Regions from separate parts of the Sus scrofa genome. Here region 1 is linked to region 2. A link is a contact called in public promoter capture Hi-C data. All regions are on one chromosome and are shown on one strand. The core of a region is the stretch at or near the end of the contact, and the rest is flanking DNA. Distances in the headings are between cores, read along the strand shown.

Region 1 (6,093 bases), core at 3,436-5,935, 84 kb before region 2:
GGTGGCAGGTAGGACTTGGCCCCCAGGCCATGGTCTGCCACCCTTGCTCTGGCGCTTTAGTAAACGTTGGGGCTGATGCCCCACGAAAGCAGGAGGAACTGATTCAAGGGGCTGAATGGACTTCCTCCTTCCCGTCCAGCCCCCCACCCTGGAACAGGCAAGAACAGTCCCATTTCTGGGCCCGGGACAGCCACTAGCCTGTCTCCTCCTGGGGCCCCTTCTGCCAAGTGGTGCCCCCTTCCCCCCTGCATCAGTGAGGAGCAGCGCCCCCGCCTGGGCAAGGGGCTCCCATGGTCCCATGACCTGCAGGGCACAGGAGACCACGCGGTGCCCATCCTTCCCGTGGGGCACCCTCCCGGGCCACCCAGGAAGGCAGAAGCTCCGACTGCCGCAGACCGGGCTCTCCTGGTCTCTGCGGGGCTCGGCCCTCTGACCTTCACTGCCCTTCCTTTGCCCACCCTAGGGGCCCCCGCAAATCCCCTGGGGGCCCGCTCGGGGCTCACAGACCCAGTCACTGAGCAGCGGCCCCACTGGCAGGCTGTGGACACTCACAAGTAGCAGGTGATCAGGGTGCCCCCAGGCTGGACCATCTTCCTTGGAGAGCTGTGGGCCTGGCACCGTGTGCTCGCCAGGGCAGGCTGCGCTTTGCAGGAGGCGAGAGTGGCTCTGAGGGGCACTTCCAGGCCATGGCACACTCTGTGGCACACGTGGGACCCAGGCGGATGCTCCACTCTGGTGACAGCTGCATCTGGGGTTTGAAAAAGAGTAAACACTCCGTAAGAAAAGCCTGGTGGCAGTGGGGGAGGGGGAGGGGGGACCCAGTAGGACTGGAAGGAGGGGCAGTGCCTGTTGTGGATCAGCGGGGAAAGAACCAGATATAGTTTCTGTGAGGATGTGGGTTCGATCCCTGGCCCCACTCGGTGGGTTCAGGATCCGGTGTTCCCACAATGTAGGCTGGAGACCTGGCTCGAAGCTGGCGTTGCTGTGGCTGTGGTGCAGGCCAACAGCTGCAGCTATTCGACCCCAAGCGTGGGAACTTCCATGTGCCGCGGGTGCGGCCAGAGAAAGGGGAACAGCTCTAGTAAGACTGGAGGGAGGGACCCACATCCCCGCATTGCCTTGGTCATGATACCGGGAAATGACAAAATGCATTAAACGTTTCCGGGTCAAAACGTTTGATGCCCCACTTTCCACTGCTGGGATTTTCTTCTAAGGAACCAACTGGACGGACGTCCAAAGATGGAGACACACGATGGAGTCCATCATGGGTATCACAGGGAAAAGTCAGAAAAGTTCTGCCAAATTTGGTCTCATCCATATGTAAAATTCTATGGCAGGTGTTGGAAAGTATGCAAATTTCTATTTATTGACATGGGAGGATGTAGAGCACATGTGAAGTCAAAAAAAGCAGGTCACACAACAGCATCCACACATGACCCTGCTTTTATTGATAGATAGTTGCCGAGGAGTTTGAAAAAACTCACACCAGAACATGAACAAAGAGGATCCCTGGCAAAGGAATTTTCTGTGGGTTTCACTTTCTACTTCACATCCTTTTTTAAAAAGGATTATTATTATTATTATTTTTGGCTGTGCCTGTAGCATGCAGAAGGTCCCAGGCCAGGGATCAAACCTATGCTGCAGCAGTGACAACACCAGATCTTTAACCTGCTGAGCTACCAGGGAACTCCTTTTTTTTTTTTTTTTTTTTTTTTTTTTATGGCCGCATCCATGGCAGATGGAAGTTCTCAGGTCAGGGGCTGAATCTGAACCACAGCTGTGGCAACACCTGATCCTTAACCCACTGTGCCAGGCTGGGGATCGACTCTGTGCCTCAGCAGTGACCTGAGCTGCTGCAGTTGGATTCTTAATCCACCACCCACCACGCCACAGTGGGAATTCTTTTTTTCTTTTTTTTAACAGATTACTCTTGGAAAGCACCCCTCAGAGGCTCCGATGGAGAAAAAAATGTCTTGATTTTTAAGGCAGAAAGGCAGAGGAATCCTATGTGATACAGTTTTACACTTAGATATTAATAATTTAGAGAAACTTCATGATTTACATACTAGGAGATGCATTTTTCTAGGAGCCCACCAAACTTTGCAGGAATCCAGGAGCACAGTTGTAACGTGAAGCTATTAGCTGGCATGAATGATTCTCTTTTTGAGGAATATCTAACGTAAACTCAGGAGATGAAAGAAACTCATCACCTCCTAGAGCAGCCGCTATCACTAGGGGGTGATGCCTGAGGACCACTACGGGCCTACTACCCATCACGGATACCTGCCTGCACACACACGTATGCATGGATTCACACTCATGGGCACACAGCTACAGAGGCACACACACTGCCATGCATGTACGCGTGCAGCCACACACGTGTGTGCGCAATCATGCACAGAGATAGCTACACATACAAGGTGGGTGCACGCACAAGAAGCATCTCCCTGCAGCTCTCTGGGGAAACGCAGCGAGTCTCTCAGGAAAGCTCTGCTGGGGGCCCTCGTTGCTTATGCGCTCAGCCCGTGGGGCTGGTGATCCCTCGAACAGGCACAGGAATTGGCCGCTGTGCAGACTCAAGAACAAGTCCTCGTGCCATGACTTCAGCTCTCTGGTATGGTCCTGCCTCCATTGTCCACCAGCATATTCTAAATGCCAAGATCCCCACGCGAGGACCTGTGCTAATCTAAGCTGACTCAGGGCGGACAAAGCACTGCATAGACTTAGAATGATAGTTTCCCCTGCAGAGGCTTTAGTGAGCCTTCCATAAGGGTCTGGCCAGTTATTATCAAGGTCTCAGACTACAGCAGGTGAAAAGGCAAGGGACCTCTGGGCCAGAAGGGCTCAGTTAGTCTCGAGGAGAGCAAGGCAGGTGGAAGACAGGAGGGCAGGCCATGCTGGGAGTTCCTCTTGTTCAGGGGGCAGCGCCCCCACAGGCCAGGCAACATTCTCTTGGAAAGGCACCCACATAATGGGCCCCCGGGGTGCCAACTTCCCGATCCTTCTCTGGTCCTTGATGTTGTGCTAAGTCTCAACACCTCCTGTCTCTGATTTCTCGTGTTCCCAATCTTGGCTTGATTTTTAACTTTTATGAAACTGTTATACACAGGGTGCTGCGTGCAAGTTACATGACATAGACTCTAAGCTGCCTAATTCCTTTTTCTGGCTTACACAGGTTCTTGGGCCCAACTCAGGCGTTACCCGCCCCCCCCACCCATTCCATCACACTAGGAACTTACTGATCAGCAGCAATGTGGCCCCAGCTGCTACCCCAAGCTGGGGAAACTAAACACACCAAGGAGCAGGGATTGCGGAAACAAATACAGGGCAGACCACAGATACCTGTCTTGACACGTCACCTGGCTGAACTTTGGTATCAGAACCCAAGGAACACAGGCTTGTGGTTTTGTGCATATAGACATTGTCCTGTGGTCCAAAGGATGTGTCTCTGTGGCAGATGGGAATCTGGCGCACTAGATAACATCTTAATTACACTGCTTCCTTCCAGGTTTCTGCAAGTTTTGGTATCAGGCTAAATGCTCTGAGCAAGAGCCTACTTCTTGCGGGCTGTGTGGGTAAATCTGACATTCCTCTGTCCGTCAGGCAAGTCTAGCATGTAAGGAGAAAATCTGGATTGAAATTTTCGAGATGCTTCCTCCAGGGAGGGGAAAAGAAAGTTTATCGTCGAGGCAGATGTCTAAGTAGAAATTTACGTTTTATGGCCAACTATGTGGATGCTGACTCCTAACAGCTAACTGCACCCACTACATAGGTGCCCAGACTCACATGGGGGAGGCAGGCAGGTAGATGGAAATGCACGACCCCCTTCCAGGTAGAGAACGCCTGGCTTGCCAAAAGGGCCAACTCTCTTTGAGCATAACACTTCCTGGGGCCCAACCTTGGCCGGCAAGACTGTTTGTCTCCCCACCCATATGGCAGCGTCCCGACTTTCCCCTCCTCTGTCCCAAACTGAACTCACCCAGCCTCTTCTCTGGCTTGGGGTCCCCGTAAGCCCTTCTCCTGCCTCCTTGGGCTCCCATCCATCCTCCTTGGGAGTCTCGGTCCCCAACTGACTCCTATTCCTTCCTCTCCTCCTACTTCTCACCTCCAATCCTCACCAGCTTGCAGTGTCCCCATTCATTTTTTCCCTTGTCCCCTTCTCTGCCTCCTGTGCCCGAAGATGCCCTCCTCTGCCTCCCGTGCCCCCATGCCCCCTACTATGCCTCCCGTGCTTGAAGGTCCCCTCCTCTGCCTCCTGGGCCCCCATGCCCCCTCCTCTGCCTCCCGTGCCCGAAGGTCCCCTCCTCTGCTTCCGTGCCCGAAGGTCCCCTCCTCTGCCTCCCGGGCCCCCATGCCCCTACTATGCCTCCCGTGCCCGAAGGTCCCCTCCTCTGCCTCCCGTGCCCCTATACACCCCTCCTCCTGTCCCCCACCTCCCTCTCTCAGCCCCAAGCCGGTTCAGGCAGCGGTGACAACAGCTCCCCGGACGGCAGAGCAGGCCCCTTACCCGGGCGCGGCAGGCCTGCGGCGGCCCGGCGGCCCTCGGGCGGCGGGGAAGCGCCCGCGGTCGGTGTGGGGACGTGGCCAGCAGTGGAGCAGCACGACCGAGAGCCAGGACAGCTCAGAGCAGCCGCCAGGGCTCCGGCCCCGCCCGGACCGCCCCGGAGATGACGTCACGAGAGGGCGGGTCCTGGAGGGCGGGGCAGCCTCGGCTGACGCTCAGAACAGCCCGGCGGCTCCTGGTGCTGCCGGATTCGAGCCGGAAGCGAGGGGCGTGGCCGCGTCAGGGCTCCGCCCACCGCGGGGCGGCTCGGGCGAAGTCCCGCGCGGGCCGGAAGCGGCAGTTTCGGACCGATCGCTGGCGGAAGTGGTGGTGCTTGGGCTCCGCTGGGACTGTGGACCCCGCCCTGTGGGGACCGAGGTGCCACGGCTGGGCTGGGTGAGCCCAGACCTATGACGTTGGCGTGCAGGTCACCCGAGGGGGGGGACCCTGCGACGTGCCCGCCCTCTCTAGACTCCATCCACAGCCCCGGGGGCAGGCGCCGGGGATCCCAGAAGCAAGTAACAGTCGAGACCGCGGCCGGCGTGTTTCGAGCGCCTACAACGTGCCAAGCGCTGGGCTTGGTTCTGTGATTTAACTGCTGTGAGGCGCTTAGCCCCGGTTTTACAGACCCTGAAACTGAGCCTCTCGAGATGTTTTGAGATTGTGAGACGTGGAATAACTGGAGCAAAACAGTGTAGAGGAAAGCGTATGGGACTTGACCTTCGTTCGAAGTAGCTTCGTAAGTTACAAGTTTTGTGATTGTACCCGAGTCTAAAACTTTCTCCAGTCCCCCCAAGTCCAAACCAGAGCCTGTCTGTGAAAGACCATCTCAAAGGGAATAATCCAAAAGGCTTTATTTTCAGACAGTTATAAAAAACTTGTCTTATAAAAAACTCGTCTTGGGGTCCTGGGCTAAGAAACTAAGCCAGACCCAGAAAAGTGAGGGTGCAAAGATGGGATCAGCTCCCCAGCTCTGAGCTCTGGGAGCACCTGAAACTCACTTTAGAAGTGTCACATCCAGGAATTCCTGTCTTGGCTCAGTGGTTAACGAATCCGACTAGGAACCATGAGGTTGCGGGTTCGGTCCCTGCCCTTGCTCAGTGGGTTAAGGATCCGGCGTTGCCGTGAGCTGTGGTGCAGGCCGCAGACGCGGCTCGGACCCCGCGTTGCTGTGGCTCTGGCGTAGGCCGGTGGCTGCAGCTCCGATTCAACCCCTAGCCTGGGAACCTCCATATGCCGAGGGAGCGGCCCAAGAAATAGCAACAACCACAACAACAACAACAACAAAAAGACAAAAGACAAAAAAAAAAAAAGAAGTGTCACATCCAGGAATTCCTGTCTTGGCTCAGTTGCGGGTTCAGATAGATTCCCTGGCCTCGCCCAGTGGGTTAAGGATCCAGCGTTGCCGTGAGCTGTGATGTAGGTAGTAGATGCAGCTCGGGTCCCGAATTGCAGTGGCCCTGGCGTAGGCTGGCAGCTACAGCTCTAATTAGACCCCTAGCTTGGGAACCTCCATAGGCCTGGGTGTGGCCCTAGAAAAGACAACAGCA
Region 2 (5,752 bases), core at 2,446-4,945:
GTAGAGGCTGTGTGTCCTTGACACCTTCTGGGGGTGGGGCACACAGACAGGATGGGAGAGTTGGGACTGACTCCCTGCCTTTGGGCTGAGGGGCGTCTCGTGTCCCACGGCCCTGGGGGTGGGGTGATACCTGCTGGCTCCAGGGTGCCGTGTGCCTGGTGCCCCAGCCCCTCCTAAAGTGGCCCCAGCGAGGGTCCTGTAGGTTCTGAGACTGGAGGGCTGTCTCGGCCACTGACCCCTCCTGAGCCCTGGCTCTGCTGGGGGCTGGGTGAGCCCCAGGGGGGCCGAGCAGGCCGCCGTCCCAGAGCCCGGCCGTCCAGCGCCGGCCTCCCTGCCCCCTCCCTGCCCCCTCCCTCGTGGCCGCGCAGGCGGAGGTGCCCAGCTGGCTTTGGTTTGCCCCATGTTTTTCCAATTATGTGGAATGGGCTAAAAACAGCAGTAGCGGGGCCGTATTTGGGAGTTCCCACCGCCGTCCGAGGAATGTCGCTGCCCTCGCCCCCACCGTCCCGGGGGCCGGCCCTTTGTGGGACGTGCCCTGTTCTTCTGACTTCTGTCCCTCTGCCCTCCTCATCGCTGGGGGCTTCTGGGCACATGACCCGGGGCCCGGGTCCAGGGCATGTGGCCTCACCCCCGGGGGGTGGCCAGCCCGGACTGGGGCGTTCCCCGCTGCCCCCCCAGGCCTGTGCAGAGGGGGCTGCACACGGGGGCGGGAGGCGTGGGCCTGGTGGTTGACGGGGCCGCCCGCCGCACCTCGGCCGGGACTTTTCACAGATGTTGGCGAGGCCAGGGAACAAAAAGACGGCGGGGCCGCGGCCGCGGGAGGAACAGAGGCGTCCGCTGTCGGGTCTGACGAGCAGACTGACAACTGGGCCCCTCGCATCCATCCGTCTGTCCGGGAGGATTAGCCGAGGCTCAGGGCCGAGGAATAAGGGGTGCGTTTGTTCCCAGGCTGGCTGTCTTGTCACTTATCAGGGAAGTAGGTCGGAGGCAAAAGAAAGGAGGCCCTTGTGGCCGCGGCTGCCGCCGCCCGGGCTGTGATTGGCGTTGACTCTGCAGACAGAAGGCAGCTGCTGTTCTCAGCCATGGACCGTGAATTTTTAATAGCACGAAAATCAGACTGCACAGTCCCAGGAAACGGTGTCACAGGCCCCAGCTCTAACTTGCTTTTTTTTTTTTTTTTCTTTTTTTTGGGAAATTGAGGTGCAACTTGCAGACGGTAAAAAGCACAGCTTCTGAGTGTATGGAAGGGTTTGTCTCGAGGAGCTCTGGCAGTTGTGTCCCGTCTGCATAACCACCGGCCCGCGCCAGACACAGAGCAGCCCCACCACCCAGAAAATCCCCCGGCGCCCGTGGCGGCCCCCTTCCCCCTCCACGAGGGCAGCCGCTGTCCTGACGCCCTTCACCACGGATTAGTCTTGCCTGTTCCGGAACGTCAGAGAAATGGAGCCACACAGCATGTGTGCTTTTGTGTCTGAGTCTGAAGACTTTTAAATCGAATGAAAGAGGAGAGGGGAGCAGGCCATACTCTTAGAAAGAAAACACCGGCATCGTGGGGCTGGGCCGTAAGACACGGCGCCTCCTGGGCAGCCCCCTCGGTGCCCTTGTCCACGGGCCGCAGTTAGACGGCAATCACCCCCTCCCCCACGAGCCCCGTCCCTCCCAGCCTGCCCGCTGTCCGCCTTGTTCCCGCAGCCAAGCCCAGCTCCAGCCTGGCCTTGGACTGACCTGCGGGCTCAGAGGGCTCCCTTTATCTTTGGAGGCCAGTCCTGGGCTCTCAGGGGCCAGGCCCCAGGGGACCGCCCCCCTCCCCGCCCTGGGCCACTCAGAGGAAGGCCTTGCCATGCCAGCCCCGCCTGGCCACCTGCCCTCTGGTGCCCTCTCAGACTTTGGCGACAGCTGCAGGTTCCCTGTCTAGGACCCACTGATGGGGTCCTTGTGCCTTGTGACTTTTCTAATTCTCTGGAAGCAGCACCCAGCACACCTGGCCCTGGGTGTGCTGGGCCGAGCCCTTGGGCTGCAGGCTTATTAGTGCAGAGAATCAGGTGGTTCCTTTCCACTCCTAGCTCGCGGGCAGCCCACCTGCGCCCCTGCCTCTCTGCCCACGGCATGGAGCCCCTTCCCATGGGCTCAGGCCTCCACTCAGCATCGCCAGCCCCGCCGGGAGGTGTTTCGCTCTGTTCCCATCTCCACGGGGAAGGGGGACGGGTGGACTCTGCCTTCCCGCGGGACCCCTGTCAGGCCTAGAAGAGAGCTGGGAAAGCTGGTTAGTTGCCCTCAGGAGCATCTGCTCTGCCAGAGCTGTCGTCCTGGAACCGGGAACAACTCTGGTGACTGTGCCCAGTGGGGCTGCCCCAGGTCCCTTCCGTGCCAGCCACAGGGACATGGTCTGGTGGGAATCTGAGCATCCGCCTCCGGCCTTGATCCTCCCTGATGTGGCTGTGGCCCCGATGAAATGCAGTGCTTTCCTGCCTCGTCGACCTGGGAGTGCCCGTCAAGGTCGGGTCTCCGAAGGTGCCTGACAAATTGTAACGTGGGGTGCTCTTTAGTTGAACTGTGAGAACTGCGGGTGCTTGACCACCTCTGAGCTAGAGAGGCAGTGTTTTCATACAGCTCAGCCCACTCTGTGAGTTTGGCCTCCACCACTGGGCAGGCTGGGCGAGCTTAGTGTTTCTCGGGGGTCACCGGGCAGGCACACTTCGGAGCCCTGTGCTCCTTGCAGGGGGCTGTGGGAGAGGGTCTGGGACCGGCCTGCTTTGTAAGCACGGACAGTCAGCACTCAAGGCCACAGGGGACAGGGCAGAGACAGGACTGGAACCTAGGCAGCCTGGCCCAGGGGCCGCGCCAACCCCTGCCTGCACCGCCTGGGCCCGGGAGCGCCCACGTGCCGGGCACCAAGGTCACTTATGGTACACCTGTGGTCCGCCTGGGCTCAGAAAGGCCCTCCGTGTGGGCTTTTTAAAGAACTGAGCCACCCGCCTGAAGAGGTGGGACACAGCCTTCTGCAGGCAAGTCACCAGCTGTTAGACAGCCCCTTCCCCGCATTCCTGCTTTTCGGGGGACCAGGCTGCCTGCCCACTTTGCCCTGCCAACCATGCTTTGTTCGTAGGTCTCTCTCCCGACCCTCGCCCAGCCTGCCGAGATGGCTCCTTGGGTGCGTGAGTTCAGTGCCCCTGGGAGGGGACAGGCTCTGGGGTGGTGGCCTCGAGCCCCAGGGCTCACCGGCTTTGTCATGGGACCCTTGCAGCCTCACCGGGGGCCTTATCCACACCGAGGTCCCACCTGTGAGGGGACTGGCCAGGTGGCTTGCTCAGGGTCCCCCAGTGAGGAAATGGGCTGGGAGCCAAAGTCGGGTGTGACTTTGTGTGGGGCTGCCTGTGTGGCGAGGGGCAGAAGGACCACGTGAGGAGCCTGGGGACAGGGCAGGAGGGGGCTGGCTCTGGGGGGTGGGGGTCCCAAGCCTGGCACTGACCCTGTCACTCTCTGGCCACCCCCCGGCTTCAGGGCAGAGGGGTCACCCCATTTCAGAGCTGTGCACTCAGGCCCAGACTCCAAGCGGGGTGCCTGCCTGGCGGTTCCGGGGGGCTGTAAGCCCACCCTCCCCCCGCCTCCTCCCCTAGTGCTGGCCAGGCGGCCCGGGGCGGGCCCTGCGGGTGGACAGCTGCTTGGGCTTCAGGTTTCCAGCCAAGCCAGCGCCCAGCCCAGCCACTTCCTCTGTGCTTTTGACCCTGTGGTCACTCCGTGTGGTTTCCTGGGCCAGGGTGCCGGGCTGTGGGGTCGGTGTTTGTCCAACCACTTACCCCGGGGGGGCGGTGGAAAAAATCAATTGCTAAAGAACCAAAATAAGCCAGCTGCCTGCAGACCACGAAGCTGTTTCTGACCTTAGGAACTGCCGTGTGGACGACGGTGGCCTGTGCTGGGACCAGGCTCTGGCCCTGTGGCTGCAGCCTGGGTCATGGTCAAGGTCGGCACTGCCTCTTGTGGGGGCTGCGAGGGGGGAGACAGGCTAAGGAGCCCCTTGAGCTGGGACCACAGCTGAGGACACCTCAGGGCGGCGGGAAGGCTGGTCTCGCTTCTGACTTCAGCAGGAAAAGAAGTTGGCAGGAAGAACCGTCCGGGGGGTGGTGCCGGCCTCGGGGGCGAGCATCCTCGTGGGGGCTGGTCCTTCCCTGGGGGTTGTGACCTTGAAGCTGTGGTTGGTTCCGTGAGGGACGGATGGGATGGCCACCGGCCTGCTGGGTTGGAGGCTGGGAGCTCAGGGGCCCTGCCTCTCTCACCTGGGTTGATTTGGCTGGTCCGTGCCCTGGATGTGCTGTTATTTTGCCCCTTTTCCCACGTTGGGGTATGGAGGGAGGGGATTAACCGTGAGGCCCTTTTAGGTAGGTCCCCACGCGGGGTAACTGTCGCGGGGCCCTCCTGGGCCGCAGGGGGCTGTGGCTGCTTCTGCTCCATCCTTTCCTCCTGCTGCTGTTCTTCCTCCCAAAAGGCTCAGAACCTGGAGGCCAAGTAGATCACCGTGCGTGGCAATTTGATGGAGGCCTAGGGTGCTCCCCAGCCCCCCGTCACCCAGGGAGAAGGACCCCGGGGGTCCGCAGGGTCCAGATCCCCCTCCTCCCAGACTCACCTAAGGATGAGCCCAGCACCCGTCTTCGGAAGCCTGCATTTTCCCTTGTGATGAAGTGACACTTATCTTCACTGGAGAAGGGGAAACATCATTAAAAAAGAAAAACAGAGGCAAAAACAAAAAGCACCCATAATTTTGCCACCCGGAGATCGCTGCTGTTAACCTCTTGAGGTGCTTCCTCGTCTTTTTGTCGAAGCACACGTCCCGGTTTGTGAGATTTGTTCTCGTTGTAAGTGCAACATCAGAGCCGACTTTCCTTTTTTTGGAAAAAGTTTTGGATGAAAGTGTAGCTGATTTGTAGGTTGTGTCCCTTCCTGCTGTGCAGCACAGTGGCCCAGTCACGCACATGCACACATTCTTTTTCTCATGCCGTCTTCCGTCGTGTTCTATCACGAGAGATTGGATGTAGCTCCCTGTGCTATAGAGAAGGACCTCATTGCGTATCCCTTTTTTTTTTGGTCCTTTTAGGGCCGCAACCATGGCATATGGAAATGCCCAGACTAGGGGTTAAATCAGAATTGTAGCCGCCGGCCTACACCACAGCCACGGCAACGCCAGATCTGAGCTGCATCTGCGACCTACACCACGGCTCACGGCCACGCCGGATCCTTAACCCACTGAGCAGGGCCAGGGATGGAACTCATGTCCTTATGGATACGAGTCAGGATCGTTACTCCTGCTTATCCATTCTAAATATAGTCCTTTGCACCTACCAGCCCCAAACTCCCCGTCCATCCCACTCCCCCTCCGCCGCCCCAGCAACCACAGGTCTGCTCTCCACGTCTGTGAGTCTGTTTCTGCTCTGCAGACAAGGTCAGAAAGAGAAATACGGCTGCCTTGCCCCCTTACCCTAAGCCGGCTTTTCCTGCCTCTGCCCTTCTCCAGAGCCTGCTGTGGGGTGCCCTGTAAGGAGGGACCAGGACCCCAGCCCTGTCATTTATGAATCTTGAGATTAGCGACAGGGTTTGGGTTTTGCCGTTTTCACGAAACCTCGGGGACCCTCTGTGAGCAGGAGCCCATGTGCATTTCTAGCTGCTGCCTTGGGCTGGCTTCTCAGAGGGGAAGTTACCGGGTTGCAGGGTCTCTGAGCCGTGTTGCCGTCTAGGAAGCGAGCACCCGGGACAGTCCCCT

What was found. Promoter capture Hi-C pulls out the DNA fragments that hold promoters and counts their contacts.
Region 1: a contact with region 2 is called in a promoter capture Hi-C map of skeletal muscle, with 4 times the contacts expected there. The contact joins the promoter of C2H11orf24 here to the enhancer-like site in region 2. A contact is called at or near these places in 3 of 5 promoter capture datasets (fetal skeletal muscle, liver and skeletal muscle), 11 of 47 Hi-C or Micro-C datasets (brain, embryonic fibroblasts, fetal liver and 6 more) and 2 of 2 datasets of contacts at active chromatin or transcription factors (alveolar macrophages and skeletal muscle).

What each region holds. Positions count from the first base shown.
Region 1 is chr2:4,680,796-4,686,888 of Sscrofa11.1, reverse strand. C2H11orf24 reads right to left here and starts at 4,685. Exons shown (of 4, transcript XM_003480654.4): 1 at 4,508-4,685; 2 at 553-748.
Region 2 is chr2:4,596,169-4,601,920 of Sscrofa11.1, reverse strand. The region is part of intron 5 of LRP5 (low-density lipoprotein receptor-related protein 5); the gene reads left to right. Among named protein-coding and RNA genes, the nearest start is that of LRP5, 55 kb to the left of the region's middle. Within about 2 kb of position 3,695, at least 5 of the 83 cell types and tissues checked have an H3K27ac peak or open chromatin away from gene starts, as enhancers often do. A contact at or near this core is called in fetal liver, fetal skeletal muscle, liver and 1 more, where this site is marked.